Linked DNA regions of Sus scrofa: region 1 is linked to region 2. A link is a contact called in public Hi-C data. All regions are on one chromosome and are shown on one strand. Each heading gives the region's core, a stretch centred on a gene start, on an enhancer-like site or on the middle of the called end of the contact. The rest is flanking DNA. Distances are from core to core; before and after follow the strand shown. Region 1 holds the start of CHRM1 (cholinergic receptor muscarinic 1). Region 2 holds the start of SLC22A8 (solute carrier family 22 member 8).

Region 1 (2,954 bases), core at 394-2,893, 76 kb after region 2:
CAGCCTCCCTGCGGCTAAATCCGGCTCGGGTGCGGGGGCGGTGAGAGAGCCGGGCGGGAGAGCTGCTTCTGGCCCTACCTCCCTTCTCCTTTCCTGCCTCAGTTTCCCCATCTGGTAAAGGGACCCAGCCAAGTCTGAACCGAGAAGAGTCATAAAATTGGGGGGGGGGGCCGCCGGGGGCGTCATCCCCCTGTTTCCGCAGCTGCAGGGACTTAAGGAGCAAACAAACCTTTTGGGACAGAGAGGGACACTCAAGAGGAGGCAAGGGAAAGCTGGACACCCTCCTCTCCCGCCTACAAAATAAGTGTTTTTATTTCTAAAGGGACGTGTGCAGAGGCGGTGGGAGAAGAGAAAAGGGAGACCAAGGAGCCTGGGGGGAGGGGGTTAAAGAGAGAGCCTGATTCAGACTCGGAAATGGATGTTGAGCGTGGAGACCTAACACCCCCACACTCAGCCACGTGTACGCGCACAAGTACACGCAGCCGCACCGCGCGCACAAGCCGCACGCCGCAAACCGAGCACAGCCCAGCAGGGGGCAGCCAGAGTCCGTGCCCACGGGCAGGGACTGGTCGAGTTCTGACCCGCTTATCGACCCCAGCCCGGGAGGGGTTGCTCAGATTCCTCTCCAAGCGGCAGGATGTCCTGGACTTCAGTGGGGAGGTGGAGTGGGTGCTTGCTCTAGCCTCTGCTGGCTTCCTGAAGCAGAGATGCCCCCACATGTACCTGCCACGTGTGCCCACCAGCGGCATGATGGCTGCTGGCCACGCCCCAGGGACTCCAGTTTCTGCTCCACCTGGCTCCATCAGCACCTGGGCTCCAGCCTGAGGAAGCCCAGGTTGCCCTCAGGCATTAGGATTGAAAAGGGGTGTTCCCAGGGAAGAGGAGCGAGGAGCGAGTGGTGGGGCTGGTTCCAACCCCCTGCCCCATTCCAGAGCCATGGGCTTAGAGCCACGGGACCTGAGTCCAACCACTTGCCCAGCACATTTTAAGCATCCCTCTGCTCCTGGGTTTTCTCATCTATATAGTGTGGATTCATAGATGGTCCTGGTTCTGCCTACCTTCCACCCTAGGACTTTAGCAAAGGACCCAGCAGCCCAGCAGTGGCCTCCCCATCTCTGCCCTCTGTGGCCAGCTCCCCAGGAGGTCTCTAGGGCCAGGTGAGGGCGGTGCAGGACTCAGGTCTCTAAGGCAAAAGGCCCCCCGGGGTTCTGTCTCTGAGGACACAGAAATTCAAACCGGCCTGGGGGAGTAGGATGCTGGCCAAGCAGCTGGGCTAAGGGAGGTGGGGAGGAAGAGCAGGCTTGGCACTTCCCAGGTGCACACCTGTGCGCCCTGAGTGGGAGTCAGGAGAGACAGAATTTGACAAGCTGGGAGGAGAGCTGTCTGTCTGCCTGTCTGTCTGTCTTCCAAGTGGAAGCTGGGGGTGGAACAGGCAGGGAGGTAGAGGCTTGCCTCACTTGTCAGAATTAGCAAGTTCCACGATTGGGCAACACTTAGACACACAGCGAATACAGATACACGCGTCCTGGCTCCAGACCGACAGGGCGACACCTGCATCTACAGGCTGCACGGTGATATGCGTACTCAGGGACACACGTGTGCGGGACGCTCAGCAATGCGTGGAGCAGGCACACAGCCCCCCACTCATCCCCGCAAACCAGGCACCGACCAGGCTGTGCAGCAGGAACAGAAGACAGCGCACAGCCCAGCACGCGGGGCTCGTCTGCTCAGCCCCGGGGTGGGTGCGCCAGCCCTCTGGGTCTGTTCCAAGTTGGAGCCTCTCACGTGAGGCCCAATGTGTCATTTCCAAACAGAAGAAATCGAGCTCCTTCCCAGCAGAGAGGAAGAGCAGGGTGTGGGGTTGGGTGGGTGGGCGCGTGGGCATGTGCAGGGGGCAGGGCGTGTGTGCGAGGGAAAAAACAGGCATGTGAATGCCGGGGAGTGCGTGTGTGGCAGGGCATGGTGCTCACGGGCTGGGGGCTCTAAGGTTGGGTGGGGGAAGGAGCCCCGGGAAACAGTGTGCCTGTGTGTGTGTGTGTGTGTGTGTGTGTGTGTGTGTGTGTGTGCCGCTGAGTCTGTGTGCATTGGGTGTGGGTGTTTGTCTCCCTGTATCCGCCTTCTCTCCCGTTCTGGACTTTTAGCCTTCCTGGGCTCATCTTTCTCATGTCCTACCCCCTCTCTCTCAGGGCGCAAATGGGGTGCCCTGGTGGAGGAGGAGGGCAAGCTCCAGGACCCGGTCCAACCTCGGACATTGCCTGAGGCTTCCCTCCAGCTCCCCCTCCCTTCCTTTCCTCTCTTTCCTCCCTCCCTCTCTTTCTCTTCCTCCCTCCCCCCCACCCCCAGGCTGGCGTGCCAGGGGTGGGACATGCCAATCACTGGCTGTGCCTCTCCGGCTGCCAGCACAGGGCGCAGCTCCCCCCAGGAGCCAGGTGTTTGGGTCCCTGGAGACGCCATCAGCCCCGGAGAGGCAGTGGGGCTGCCGACCCTCCAGACCCCTCTCCAGCCCCATGGTGAGTATCCCTGGGAGGAACTGGGAGGGGCTCCACCGAGGTGGGAGCAGGAGAAGCAGGATCCTGAGAGCTAGACAGGGACCTGGACTAGAAGGAAATGGGGATGGACCCCAGAGAGAGGAGGGGGCGGGGGGGCGGTCTAGAGACCAAGGGGGCTCTGTAGCATTGGACACTGGCTGCTCCAAATACCCCGTCTCCTGGCTTTGAGCAGATACACCTAATATTTTTCTGGGGTTCAGCTGGCAAAGGAGATGGAGACCCCCTTAGGAAACTGCACCTGGAGCCAAGAAGGGGTGAGGCTGCCATGTAGCAGGCAGAGCCCCCAAATCCCACTAACGGCGGGGGGGGGCAAAGGATAGCCAGTGCCACCAGGATCCTCTGGGAGTTTCACCACCACCCCTAATTGGGGTGCCAGTCCCAAAACCTCCTCCTCTCCTCCCTCAG
Region 2 (3,044 bases), core at 63-2,562:
CTGAGGAAAGGTTCATTTGCGCCATATATCAGAATCCAGATATAGGTGATATCATATGGCGATTTGTCTTTAAAGGGAAGCAGCTGATGAGACAAAAAAATGGTCCATTGAGTGTGGAGATGGAAGGAGGTATTCCCTTGGGTCCGAGACTCAGATAAGGGAGCCCTGGCTGCCCCAGGGACCAGCAGGGGACAGCCCCGAGCCCTCAGGAACAGTTGCAGGTGACATTTCCCAGGAGACAAGAGGCACCAGGCAGGGGAGTTGGTGCCCTGGGGTGGGTCTTGCCCGCTCATGGGCAGCAGTCACCAGCTATTTGCAGCTCAGAGAGGATCCTGGGCCCTCAGGACTCAAACCAGCCCCCCTGCCCCCGCCCCAGACGCCTGCCCAGAGCCCCTAGCCCTCTGTCCCCCCACCCCAGCCTTTGCTGAGGCAGCCCTTTGAGGAAAGCTGGGCTTAGTGGGTCCACAGCAATTTCCCTGCCGGTGTCATTAATCCCCAAAGAAAGTCAAACATTAGCCCGGGAAACAGCTTATTCCTTATATAAGCCCTCCTGGGGAAGGCACAAACACAGCTTGTTGGAGCTGAGCTGCCAAACTAGAGCAGCTGCCGGACCCTGGGACTTGAGCAAGGGTTCCAGCCACATCGACCACCAGCCCCACCGGAGGCAGCCAGGCCCAGCCACCAGGTGAGAAAGGACACAGCCCCCCCAGCCCCAGTCCCCAGGGACCCCTGGGAAGACCCCAAGGCCAGACCCTGCTTCCACAGCGCAGCTGGCCAAGTCTCTTATGCCCTCCGGAACCTACTTGGGGCATTTCTGCTGCCCCAGGGGACAGCCAAAAGCCAGCACAGGCTTGGGGAGACTTCCAAGATAGGGTCCCTTGGTCCCAGCTGTGTGGTCTGCACGACCCCATGCCTGCAGCCTGTGTGTGATCAGCCTGGCTGAACACATATATCTGCGCACCCACAAGTCCCCGCTCGCACACATACAGCCACACGCCCGAGCTCACGCAGCCGGGCCCCTACACTCCAGGCTAAAAGCGCACATCCCCCCAGACACCCCTCTGGACACACACCTGGCCACACACCACACCTATGACCCCACTTCTGTACAGGCCGTCGGGTGCATCCTCCTGCCATAAATCTGCAGGTACGCACAGCTGAAGCCCCCATCCTCACACCTTCATACAGACCCTCGAGCTCACACACACACCTGGGCACACCCTCCCCCTTGTGCCTCCACCCCCATCCACCTGCCCCCCGTCTCCCCGGCCTGGTGCCCCGCCCGCAGCTCTGGCTCATCTTGCCCGGCACCATGACCTTCGCCGAGCTCGTGGACCGCGTGGGCAGCAAGGGGCCCTTCCAGCTCCTACACACGGTCCTGCTAGGCCTCCCGATCCTCGGCATGGCCAACCACAACCTGCTACAGATCTTCACAGCGCCCACCCCCGCCCACCACTGTCGCCCGCCACCCAACGCCTCCGCAGGGCCCTGGGTGCTCCCCACGGGTCTGAACGGGAAGCCCGAGACGTGCCTCCGTTTCGTATATCCGCCCAACGCCAGCCTGCCCAATGACACCCGGGGGGCCACCGAGCCCTGCCTCGATGGCTGGATCTACAACATCGTCGACAGGGATTCCATTGTGACTGAGGTACGCCCGGAGGCCACCCCTCCCTGCGCTTCCCGCGAGCTCCCCCACGCGTGGACAGGCGACCAGGCTGGGGGGCTGGTATCCCTAGGACCGGGGACAGGGCGCGGGGCAGGCAAAGAGGAAGGACGAGGGGCTTCCACCCAAAAGGTTCCTTCCTTCACGTTCAGGGTACAACCTTTTCCCCACAAACAGCCCATTCTATGGCAGGTGCAGTGCCAAGCTCCGGGGTTACAAAAATGTTCCACTCCTGTCCCCATGGGGTCCACAGCCCAGCGGGGGTCACATCAATTAGTGAGAGTACCACACTAAGACGTGTCAAATTACAACTTCCAAGTACTGAGGGCTGGGGCCTTGGACTCACAGGTCACCCCTGAGCTGTGGGCAGGGGCGGGGTGGGAAGCCTCCTTAAAGAAGTGACCCTGGGCTGAGATAGGAAGGTCCAGTAAGTGTTGTCCAGGCAGCGGAGGAGAGGAGGGAAATTCCATCTTGCGCAAAGGCCTCAAGGTGGGAGGGTGCACAGACAGAGGGGAGTGTTGGGACATGCCGAAGCAGATCCAGAAACATCTCTTCCCGAGCCACTCCTGTGTTCACCGCCCCCTCATTCCCGGGCTCCTTTGTTTGCTAATCCTTTGACCTGCCAGGAGTTACAGAGTTAAAGCAGGTTCCTGAATGATCTGGAGACCTCGCTGGGGTCAGATGAAAAGAGGAAAACGGGAACTGACATTTATTGAGGACCCACAAATGGCCAGGCACACCTTGGAGTTTGGCCGACCTTGTCTCCCGCAGTTTGATCCCCACAATGATATCCTGTTGAAGGTGATTTGATCTCCTTTTACAGATCACCAAAAAAAAAAAAAAAAACTAAGACTCAGAGAAGGGAAGGGATGGTCCAGTACCACCCAGCTGTCAGTTTGGAGGCTGGAATTTAAAGCGAAAGCCCATGTGGGGCACCGGGGTCAAGCATTTATGGTAGGACAAAAGAGGGAGGAGCCATGGGATTCCAGGGAGGCTTCCTGGAGGAGGTGGCGTCTGAGTGGTGAGCGGAAGCCAGGGTTTGTTTTCATGCTTTACATGGGGGACCATGAGCCCCTCAAAGGCAGGATGTTGCTTTTGCCTCTTTAGAAAAGATGCATTTCAGAGTCTTTACCCAGGGCCAGTCCTCTCTGGGCACATGATGAGCATGGGCTCTTGGAACCCTGGCAAGTGGCATCTCAGTGAGGAAAGTATTGTCAGTACCTTCAATTCACAGACAAGGAAACTGAGGCTCAGCCTAGTTCCACAACTTTCCCAGGATTACACACGCTGAGGACCTGGCAGCGGAAAGATTTGAATCCAGGATTTTGTATGTTTATGATTGTCATTCCTTTGTTTAATGAGTATTTATTTGCATATAAAG

The links. A called contact is a pair of places that touch in the nucleus more often than the background predicts.
Region 1: a Hi-C map of epiblast stem cells shows a contact between it and region 2, with 2.4 times the contacts expected there. The contact joins the promoter of CHRM1 here to the promoter of SLC22A8 in region 2. A contact is called at or near these places in 2 of 47 Hi-C or Micro-C datasets (brain and epiblast stem cells).

The regions. Positions count from the first base shown.
Region 1 is chr2:8,857,122-8,860,075 of Sscrofa11.1, forward strand. It overlaps CHRM1 (cholinergic receptor muscarinic 1), which reads left to right and starts at 1,644. Exons shown (of 5, transcript NM_214034.1): 1 at 1,644-1,738; 2 at 2,344-2,510.
Region 2 is chr2:8,781,472-8,784,515 of Sscrofa11.1, forward strand. SLC22A8 (solute carrier family 22 member 8) reads left to right here and starts at 1,313. Exons shown (of 10, transcript NM_214455.1): 1 at 1,313-1,648. The coding sequence starts at 1,313.